2 separate regions of the Macaca mulatta genome follow, and region 2 is linked to region 1. The links are chromatin contacts, called in public Hi-C maps. All regions are on one chromosome and are shown on one strand. The core of a region is the stretch at or near the end of the contact, and the rest is flanking DNA. Distances in the headings are between cores, read along the strand shown.

Region 1 (5,482 bases), core at 845-3,344:
GAGGCAGGAGCATTGTTTGAACCTGGGAGGCAGAGGTTGCAGTGAGCCGAGATCATGATGCTGCACTCCAGCCTGAGTAACAGAGTGAGACTCTGCCTCAAAAATAAAATAAAATGTTGAGTGTAGTCAATCTACACATCTTTCCAGTCTTCAAAAAGGGCCAGCTTATTGGACTACATGTAAACTACCTCCCACCTAATCCCCAAGATGTACAACCACACATCTTGCTAATACATCCCTCAGGGGTGGTACAATTTCTTTTCCTGTTGTAGATGTCACTAATGTTAAAAGAAAAACTTCAGCCAAATTAAAGGAGTTTAATTTAACAATGAACGATTCGTGAGTCCGGCAGCCCCCATAATCACAGCAGATTCAGAGAGATTCCAGCACAGCCACATGCTGGAAAAAGATTTCTGGACAATAAAAGGAAAGTGAGGTCCAGAAAATGGAAGTGAGGTACAGAAACAACTGGATTGGTTACAGCTCAGCGTTTGCCTTATTTGAATACAATCTGAACAATTGGCTACATTTGGCCAAAAACTCAGTGATTGGCACAGGTGTGGGCTATGGTTGGTTAATACCTCTGCTTATTTTCGTAAGTTTATGATGTACAGAAAAACCTTTAGGCCAAAGTCAATTATGTAAGGAGGTAGCTTTAGGCTAAACTTAACACTGAGTGATTTTTTTTTTTTTTTTTTTTTTGAGACAGTCGAGCTCTGCCGCCCAGGCTGGAGTGCAGTGGCTTGATCTCGGCTTACTGCAACCTTTGCCTCCCAGGTTCAAGCAATTCTCCTGCCTCGGCATCCTGAGTAGCTGGGATTACAGGCGCCCGCCACCACGCCCAGCTAATTTTTGTATTTTTTGTAGAGACAGCGTTTCACCATGTTGGTCAGGCCAGTCTTGAACTCCTGACCTCAAGTGATCTGCCTGCCTCGGCCTCCCGAAGTGCTGGGATGACAGGAGTAGTCATTTTAATCCCTGAAAATGTTAGCTCTGTTTGGGGCTGGGTAGGGCAGAGCTGTAGAATTGTAGTAGTTTTCCCTATTTTAACAATTTCCTTCCTTCCTTACAGAAATTTTCACATGATATTTACATCTTTAGGTACAACCTAGTGAAGTGGGTAAGGCTGCTGATTAACCTATTTCACAGATGACTAAAATGAAACTAAAAGTAAAGAAATTATTTTCCCCCGGATAACAGCTAGAAAATACCAGAGCCAGGAGTTGAATTATAGGCCTTCTAATTCCTAGGTCCTAGACTATTAGGAACCATTGTCAACCTTTACTTCCTTTAGGATAGCAATAACCAAGGGAAACATTAAATTGCCACATTCAGGTAAGGGAAAGGCTGAATATCTTAGAAAAAGAAAAAAACAAACAAACAAACAAACAAAAAAGAAAGAAAAACCGAAGGAAGAATATGAAGAAAGGCGAGTAGGTCAAGAGAGCAAAGCAAGCAGAGGAGTTAATGGCCGATACTTAAACCATTCTGAGGAGGCCGGGTGCAGTGGCTCACGCCTGTAATCTCATCACTTTGGGAGGCGAGGCGGGTGGATCAGGAGGTCAGGAGTTCGAGACCTACTGGCCAATATGGTGAAACCTCGTCTCTAATAAAAATACAAAAATTTGCCGGCAGTGGTGGTGCGCACCTGTAATCCCAGCTACTCAGGAGGCTGAAGCAGGAGAATCGCTTGAACCCTGGAGGCGGAGGTTGCAATGAGCCGAGATCGCACCACTGGACTCCAGCCTGGGCGACAGAGCGAGACTCCTCTCAAAAAAAAAAAAAAACAAAAGCAAAAAAAAAAAAAAAGTCTGAGGAAATGAAAAAGGGAAGTAGGACGTAGATAAATCAGCCACGGATCAGCGATGGAGACAGGAACAACATCAGCGGAGGAAGGAGGGAGGAGGGAGCATTAAGGCCAAGACGGTTGGTGGATTGGGAGTCAAGGCCCTTGTGTCGCGATGTCTAAAAGGGACACTGGCGCCAGGGCCGCAAACCTCCCGCCCCCGCCCAGAGCCCGCCCAGAGCCGGCGTTGGCCCCGCCCGGCCTCGTGCCGGCCCCGCCTGGAGCCGCCCCGCCCCCGCCCTCCCCCGAGTCTCTTAGGTGATGCTGCAGCCAAGATGGCGCCCGCGGCGGCTGTGGCGGCCTGAGCGCGATGCTCCGGGTTCTCGGCGGCGGCTGTGGCCTTGGCCGGGGCCTCGCGTCTCTCCCGGTCGTGAGCGATCAGCGCCTCTCCTGTGGCCGGGCTAGCCGGGACAGAAAGGAGACGACCACGAAGAGAGGAGGCAGTGAGCAACAGGACGAGAGCGCGTCGACTCCAACCTCGGCACCATGGCCGGGATCATCAAGAAACAAATCCTTAAGCACCTCTCCAGGTCAGTGAGCGCCTTGGACGTCGGCGCCAGTCGGCCTCCGCCCCAGCCGGCACTGGAGTCAGCCTGCGGCTTCGGGGGCGGCGGCGCATGGCGGCTGTGCGGGAGGCGACCTTCGGACTTCCCCGCTCTGGCCGGGGCAGAGGTCGCGGCCCCGGATCTCGTCGCCCCCGGCGCCGGGGGCTGGCCTCACGAGTCGGTCCCTGACGCGTCCTGCCCCCGGGCGGGGGCGCGGAGGAGCGCGGAGCGTGGCTGGCTGGGATCGCTCCCGGCGCGGCGTCTGGGGGCGTCCGGGGTCCGCTCTGTGTGGTACTGCGCGGAGGCTGGGGGTGGCATGGTGTCACCCAGGTGCCTGGTTAATGTGCGGGGCTGCAACTCGAGCTCGGTGCTCGTTCCCCTTGGAGCAGAGCGGTTCCGTTAACCGAGGGCTTCTGGCGCAATGTGGACTCTTAGTGGAGGCTGTGTTCTCAGTAAAACGTTAACCTTGTGATTGTTCTTCTGAATTCCTCCCACCTTGGCGTTCCCGCTCTGAGGCATCAGAGGGTGTGCCTGTTTGCACAGTTAGGATTTGTTTTAGGTAAATAAGCAGAGTTCGCAGCTTTGGCGAGTTCTTTCTGGAGTCATAAGACCCACATCATTCTTACTGAACTTTTTTTTTTTTTTTTGGTTTTTGCTCTTTTTCCTCTGCAACTCTAAAATTCAGGGAGTTAACATCTGTGGTGATTAAACCCAAGACATGTCATTCTCTCCATTTCATAACGCGATTTTAGTCAGAAACATGACTCAGTAAAGCTGGCAGTTTGTTACTGCTCTTGGCTTCTCCATGTTTGTCTCAAGGCAGGCTAAATGTAAGATCTTGTTCTAAGTTGTTACCAGCGAACTCAAAGCGCTTGGTTAGGATACCTTTCTGTTCTATTTGTAAGTTAATTTTAACTGATTTTGGGAAGACACTTGGTATGATGATAGACTCGTATAGTAAACATAATTCTTGATTCCCCAGATTGTCTTATACCACAGGTTATATATTGGGAACAGAATTACTACTTGTGTGATTCAGCAAATATTTTCCTCACTTATAATATTGAATAAGATATAGCACTTTTTAAAAAAAGTAGCAAAGTATAGCAGCGTGTGTGTGTGTGTGTGTGTGTGTGTATGTATGTGTATATATATATATATAGTATTTTTTAATAGTAGAGACGGGGGTTTCACCATGTTGGCCAGGCTGGTCTCAAACGCCCAACCTCAGGTGATCCGCCCTCCCGGCCTCCCAAAGTGCTGGGATTACAGGTGTGAGCCACCACGCCCTGCGTGAATGTATATTTCTTAATGTTACCACTCATTGGAAAGTTTCTTTTAAAATTATATATATGGTCCAATTCTGAACTATCTTATTTTGGAAGGTTTTATCTATTTTTAATTTATGTCCTCCAGCCTTTCTCATACCCAGCTCCACAAGAAAATTCAGATCTGCAGAAAATGATTTGAATGCCTATTTTCTCACTCGTCCAAGGATGATGCTGCATAGCTAGTACCACTCTAGATGCTTAGAAGAACAGTAAATTAAATCAACAAATAGTGCATTGGAGTTTAATTCTTTTATAGAACTCCATTTGAGAGAGGCTCTTAAAAATTAATAGCATGTATACCAAAGTATAATAACAAAATTAAGAACAAAGATGTAATGGCTTACTGCATGAGATAGAAAACACCCAAATATTGAAAATTGAGTCCTTAGGACTAATTTTTATTTTATTATTTATTTACATCTTTTTTGAGATGGAGTTTGGTTCTTGTTACCCAGACTGGAGTGCAATGGTGCAATCTTGGCTCACTGCAGTCTCCGCCTCCTGGGTTCAATCAATTCTCCTGCCTTAGCTTCCCAAGTAGCTGGGATTACAGGCATGCGCCACCACGCCTGGCTAATTTTTTACTTTTAGTAGGGACAGGGTTTCTCCATGGTGGTCAGGCTGGTCTCGAACTCCCACTCTCAGGTGATTCACCTGCCTTGGCCTCCCAAAAAGGGCCTCACCGAGCCCGGCCCTTAGGGTTAGTTTCTAAATCTTTATGATTTCTAATAGCTGTGTGATAAGTAATGTGATGAGGATTTTTTTGTTTTTTCAGAGATGAATTTTTGGGACGCTTGAATTTTCAGTTATTTCATATTTCAAAACATCCTTAACTCAGGTGACTAAAGAGTATCAAATTCTTATTTTTGGTTAATAAGTTAATCTTAATGCTAATTGCTGTCATCTCCTAAGAGAAATAGTTATTCAGAAATCTAAAGGCAGCTCATAATTGACAAAAGAAGGCAAGTGTTGTGATAAAGTGCAGTTACTCAGGTAGGAATGAACTTTTGAAATTACCTGGTTCAAGTTTAATTTTGTGGAGTATCCAGTAATGAAGATGTCACTACATTGACCTAGTGGTCTGGGATCCAGTAGAATACAGTTTACCAGGAAATAAACATACTACTTTCTAATACTAGACATCACATGAGGCCTGTGTATGCAACCCATTGCACCTTCTCAAAGGAGACCTTTCCTGACCAGAGTTTAAAATTGTGAGCCCCCATACTGCCAGTCCTCTTGCTTGTGTTATTTTTCTCCATAGCACTCATGCTTGTCTGTCATACATATTTATTTCTTTATGTATTTATTTGTCTTTCTCCACTTGAATGTAAACTCTATGAGAGCAGGCATTTTTTTCTTGAGGCTGGCATAAAGTGGATACTCAACAACTATTTGTTGCTTGAATGTGGATACATAACATGAATGAGCTTACTTTCTCTTACATTGCTCTTTTTTTACTGAGGCAAGACTACTGCCAACTTTCTTACAGATTTGGTAATGACCAGTTTCCCTGTGGCTTTAGAAGGCAGTGAGTAATTGAATCATTAAATAAATGTGGTGCCTTTGGAGTCCTGGAAAATGACCTAGTTTTTATAGGGGTTTATGTGAGGGGTCTTCCAGTAAAGAAATGACCTAGTTATTGTATGGGGGGAGGGGTTCTGCCAGTAAGGAGGAAGACTATGAACCAACATGAGAAAGAGCACTCACTTTTAGCCTTGAGGTTGAAATCTAGTGCAGTTGCAAGATTAAAACCATCT
Region 2 (5,643 bases), core at 2,658-5,157, 120 kb before region 1:
AAGTATCTAATTATCAGACACAGTTGAGCCAGAACAGATTACAGAAGACAAGCCTGATTTTAAAAATGAACATAAAAAACTGAAGAGACTCAGCAATGTACAGCCAAGTTAGTACACGAATTATTAGGTACCTACTAGGTGAAAAGCACTATGCTTTTCACCATGGGTGAAAGCAGTGGGAGAAACAAGAAGTAAAACATTCAGTTTCCGTCGTTGGTCACAAATTTTAAGACCACTGTACAATAAGATTTAAAAAGCAACATGTGGCCAAGTACAACGGCTCACGCCTGTAATCCTAGCACTTTGGGAGGCCAAGGCAGGAGGATCACTTGAGCTCAGGAGTTTGAGACCAGCCTGGGCAACATAGTGAAACCCTGTCTCTATGTAAATAAAAAAAAAAAAAAATACAAAAAAAAAAAAAGCAACATGAAATTTTAGGCAACATATGCTTAAATATCAAATTAGTAATTTAAACAATAAGTAAGATCTGAGGAAAAATTACATCCAAGTTTTTTGAAGCTATTTCCAGTCCATGTAATTAGTGAACTATAGTTTTTACAACAAGAAGTTAATCAGATTCTTGAAATTATTGTAATTTTTTTTAAAGCAGTAGCAGAGGGATGACAGTTTATCTCTATGCAGGCCTTCCAGCTAGAGAAGAGGGAAAAGGAATAACTGGGTAGGAAATTAGACTAAATGATTATTTCCTTAAAGTCTACAGTTCTTCCTTAATTTAAGAAAGCATAAAATCTCGGCCAGGCACGGTGGCTCACGCCTGTAATCCCAGCACTTTGGGAGGCCGAGGCGGGTGGATCACGAGGTCAGGAGATCAAGACCATCCTGGCTAATACAGTGAAACTCAGTCTCTACTAAAAATACAAAAAAATTAGCTGGGCATGGTGGCGGGCACCTGTAGCCCCAGCTACTCGGGAGGCTGAGGCAGGAGAATGCCGTGAACCCAGGAGGCAGAGAGGTTGCAGTGAGCCGAGATCATGCCACTGCACTCCAGCCTGGGCGACAGAGCGAGACTCTGTCTCAAAAAAAAAAAAAAAAGTATAAAATCTCAAATACAATGTATGAAAATAAACTCATAAAACACAAGTACTGTCTAAGATAGTGGTTTTCAAATTCTGATGAACATCTAAATAACCTGGATGACTTCTTAAACCATATAGATGCCTATGTAGTATCTCAAACCTTTGGAATCGGAACCTATAAAGATGAAGTGTATCTGTATCCTGAGAAAGCTCCCCAAGTGATTCTGATGAACAGCAAAGTGCTAAAATTAAGTTAAATGGTTAAGTACACACTCTTCAGTGGTAAGGAAATCTGAGTTCAAATGCCAATTCTAATATTTACTACAGCCATGACTAACTAACTACCCACCCTAACACTATTTCTAATCTATAAAAAGGGGAAAAGCTAGCTATACCTCAAGTGATTGTTATAAGGATTAACGGTGATGATGAGGTAAATGTTAAGTACAATTACTGGCACATTCAGTAAGCATAAAATGAATTCATTTAACAAACATTCAGCACTTACACATCAGGAGATGAGGAAGGTCTAATTAATTTATTAAGTATTAACAAACATGGCAACTCTTCAATGGTGTGGTAAGAACATATAATCAGGAGAATCTATTCTAATCAGGAAAGTCTTCCCTGAAGTGAGCTGAATGATGAATAGGCATAATTGGCTAAAAAAAGAAAGGAAGGGCATTTCCAAGCAGAGGAAGTAGCATAACCAAAGCCACACACTTGAAGCAGGAGAACAGAAAAGACAGAGTGACTAGGGGAGAAAGGGAATGTCAGAAAGCACAGTGGAGATGAGATTGGAAAGGGGACCAACTATGCAGGGCTTGTAAGGCATGTTAATGTGTTCGATTTACTTAAAAATAGTGAGAAGCCACTGAAAGATTTTAAACACAAAGACAATGTTATTAGGTCTACATTTTGAAAAAGTCACTAAGTCTGGTGTGGAAAACTACAGGAGACAACAGTAGATGCAAGCAGACCATAATCAGGAAGCTAGGGAAGTGGTCAAGATGAGAGATGGCAGTGGCTTGGAACAGGAGGACTACTGTTACAGACTAAGAGTAGACAAGAGTCAAGAGATATTCAAGAGGCAAAATCAACAGGACTTCATGAGAGACTGAGTATGAGGCATGAGAGAGGAACTGTCAAACTTCAACTTCTATAGAAAAGAATGGATAGTGATGCTACCCACGGAGTTAAACACAGTAAGAGGAGCTATTTTTCTTCCTGGGGTGAGGGAAGGGAGGTATATCATGAATTTCAAACATGTGAGTATGAGTAGTTATTCCCAGTAACAGGGTTGATCTGTACAGGAAGTATTCCATACTACACAAGTACAATGTGCCTGTATATATTTTATTGGGTATTTATGAATCTTAGAGACCAAATAGGTTTCTGCATGTGAGTAATGTAAACCTAAAAAGAATGAAGGCCCTCACCTTCCATTAGGTTCCCTTCCTTTACACAATCCCCCAAAAGCATTCTTTAAGATTACAGTTTAATGTTGCCTCAAGAAGTAATTTATATACTCAGCTGATTTCATTTTTAAATATTTTAAAAATATTTGTGCTAAAGAATAAGACAGCAAACCAAACAACAACAACAAACCTGCAAAGTCCAAAAGGAATCTTCAAGCATCTGACTTTCAAGCCATCACCAGAACATGACGGGGTTTTACAGTGACAGGCTGATTTGGAGCATTTTTGCCAAACTATTTATTTTTCAGAACGGAGACATGCTACTTAGAAAACTCACTCATAGAATCCAATGTTTTTAAAAAGTGTCATCACAAGTAATTCCTGAGTTTCACGTACTAAAAAACAGTTGACACCTTCCAATGAAGTCACTACAGGCATATAGCGCTTTTAAGCGGCTTGTCTGGAGCCTCCTCGAGTGCTTTAGAAGGTGGATTTGATAATATGGTCTCCTTAATTACGGATCACAGGTATGTGCTCAGTCAGAGTCCAAGAAGTTTTTGCAAGCTTTATCGGTCTAAACCTTCCTCCATCGGTTCTCTTCCGCTTAGAAAAACAAGACTGCAGGAGTAACCGGTGGGGTTTTTTGTCTTAACAAAACACCTGCCCCACCCACCTCACACACAATAACCTTCCATTCCAGAACTAAAGCTACTGTCAGAGAAGGACTGCGGGCGGCAGGGCCCCGGCTGGTGACCCAAGCTACCGAATTCCAGATCTCAGAACTGAGGGGAGCTCTCTCACTCGGTCCTAGAGTAGTGTCCAATGTCCCCGAAAGGTACCACGTTCTCCACCACCGAAACCCGAGCTCCCCAGCCGGCATGGGGGGCTCTCCCTCCGGCAGCTGACTCCGATCCCCGGTCTCCCGTCGCCTCAAGGCCTCTTCCGAGGACTCGGCCCTCTCGGATCAGCTCCCCGGAGCTCGCTGGTCGCCCAGCCCTGCTATGAGCGGGCGCCGACCGCCGATCGCCCGGCCGGCCGCCGGCAGGCCCGTCACCAGGCAACATTCACCAGCCCAGGCGGCCCTGGGAGGCCTACCCCGGGCGCGAGTCCTCCATTCCCTCCTCGCCGGCCCCGGGAGCCCAGGCGAGAGCGCGGCCAGTGAGGGAGGTTGCTCGGTGCCGGCGGCCGGTCACTTACCTCTTCCTTCTCCTTCCAGGAGGGGCGGTGCTGGGGCTCTTTCCCCCCGCCCCCCTAACAAACGCCGCCTGGCTATTCCTGCTTTGCCTTGGTGCCTGGCCGCTGACTCCGGCTTTACTCCATATCCTCCGCCGCCCCCGCGGTCGCAAACGTCGGAGCTGGAGGAGGGAAGGGGGTGAGGAGGGGAGGGACTGGGGACGAAGAGTAAGGGAGGGGGAAAAAGACTAAAAGACCTGCTGGCCGGGGGCATGACGTCACTTCCTGCTGGTTCGGAAGAGGCGGGGCCAGGACTTCTCTCCGCCCCCTGGTGTCAGTTGGGGGCGGGGCTATGGTGCCAGAGGAGGAACCAGCACGCGAGCTTGTGGCGGTTCTTTTGACTCCGCGGTTCCGTAGACTTGGCAGTCAGAACGAGCTTCCGGGCCCAGGGCTGAACGGGCCAAGTTCCATGAACCGTAGAGGTGGCTTCTGCCGGAAAAGGAGGACATGCGGCCCTGTATATCCTAGCCAAAGGTGTAGTGAAGGTGGAGTGGGGAGCTGAGGGGAGCGGGCGGCTGGGACTCTGCTCCTCATCGGGCCAGGGCCCCGCCCATTTCCTAGCCCGCCCCCTTCGTGGTCTCCCAGGCACTGGACTGGGGGACCCAGGACTGAGGCTTTTTAGGGGTTACTCTGGTGAAGTGCCCTTGGAGCATGCAGGAAAGCATTTTTTCCCAAACTTTAATATACATACGAATCCCTAGGATCTTGTGAAAATGCAGATTCTGATTGAGGAGTAGGGTCTGATAATCTGCGTTTCTAATACATGTCCAGATGGCACCAATGCTGCTGGTCCCTAGGCTACACTTAGAGCAACAAGGGGTTAAAGTACTAGAGGGCAAGTTCCTTGAGCTAGAGGAGTGATTTCTTTAATCTAGCCTACTTGTTTAATGAAGGTTAGAGAGGTAGATTGTCCATGGAAAACAGCTAGGCTCCACCGCTCTGTCTTCCGCCAACTCCTTCGAGTACCCTCCTGCCCAACTCCGCCCATCACTTTCTGGCCTCCCCTCCTCAGTCTACGCTCTGCCCACAATGTCTGGGGATAAGATTTCTGGAGTGATTAGACGGGTGACTTCTGTTACAGAAGGAATTTGAGGGTGGTGGATTTTTATTTGTCATTTTATCGTAAACATACGTGTAGTTGGGCATACCTTTTGCGGTTATACGTAGTCGGAGAAGAGAGCTTAAATTCTTGGATTCTACCCACTTCCCCCTGCAAATCTAGAAAAACATTCTAGATGTTCTAAGTTATTCCCTTATCATTCTTTAAATGTTTTAATTAAAATTTTACTGGGGTGGGGAAGAATGAAGAATGACTACGAACTATAGGTTTCTTTGTGGAATGATGCAATGGTCTGAAATTAGACAATAGTGATGGCTGTACAACTTTGTGAATGTACTAGAAAACACTGAATTGTACACTTTAAAAGGGTGAATTTTTATGGCATGTGAACTATATCTCAGTAGTTTTTACTGTCTCCAGTTAATTAAAATATGAATTTATATGTGCCCATTATAACAAGTCGGAAACATAGAATAAAAAATGATGTTAACTTGACTGGGCTCAAATGAAAAACATATATTAAAAAATGAACATCCTCTTTCATCAGCCACCATTACAATCCTTCTTCCCCAAGGTTACTCGTTTGAAGTTTATTCTTCCAGTTCTTTCTATTTATTTACATACATTTTTATGTAGGTTGGGAATTCATTTTTACCTAAGTAGGATAATAATATACAAGTTGTTCTGCTCAGTTCATTTTAAAAAAAATTTTGTTTTGGGTTTTTATTTTTCCCTTCTTAATGAGATCCTTGCACACTATAAACATAGCTCTACTTCATTCTTTCTAATGGCTGGCTACTATTCTATAGTAAGGGTATATCATAATTTAACTGTTTTTTTCAGGTAATAGACTGTTGTTGTTTTTTTTTTTTTCCATTGCCCAGGCTGAAGTGCA

The links. A called contact is a pair of places that touch in the nucleus more often than the background predicts.
Region 2: a contact with region 1 is called in a Hi-C map of cortical neurons, with 4 times the contacts expected there. The contact joins the promoter of DEPDC4 here to the promoter of BLTP3B in region 1. A contact is called at or near these places in 3 of 14 Hi-C or Micro-C datasets (CD4 T cells, cortical neurons and fetal cortex germinal zone).

The regions. Positions count from the first base shown.
Region 1 is chr11:107,490,606-107,496,087 of T2T-MMU8v2.0, reverse strand. BLTP3B (bridge-like lipid transfer protein family member 3B) reads left to right here and starts at 2,094. Exons shown (of 22, transcript XM_015152555.3): 1 at 2,094-2,376.
Region 2 is chr11:107,613,883-107,619,525 of T2T-MMU8v2.0, reverse strand. DEPDC4 (DEP domain containing 4) reads left to right here and starts at 3,907. Exons shown (of 10, transcript XM_015152558.3): 1 at 3,907-4,173. The coding sequence starts at 3,981. It also overlaps a transcript of SCYL2 not described here.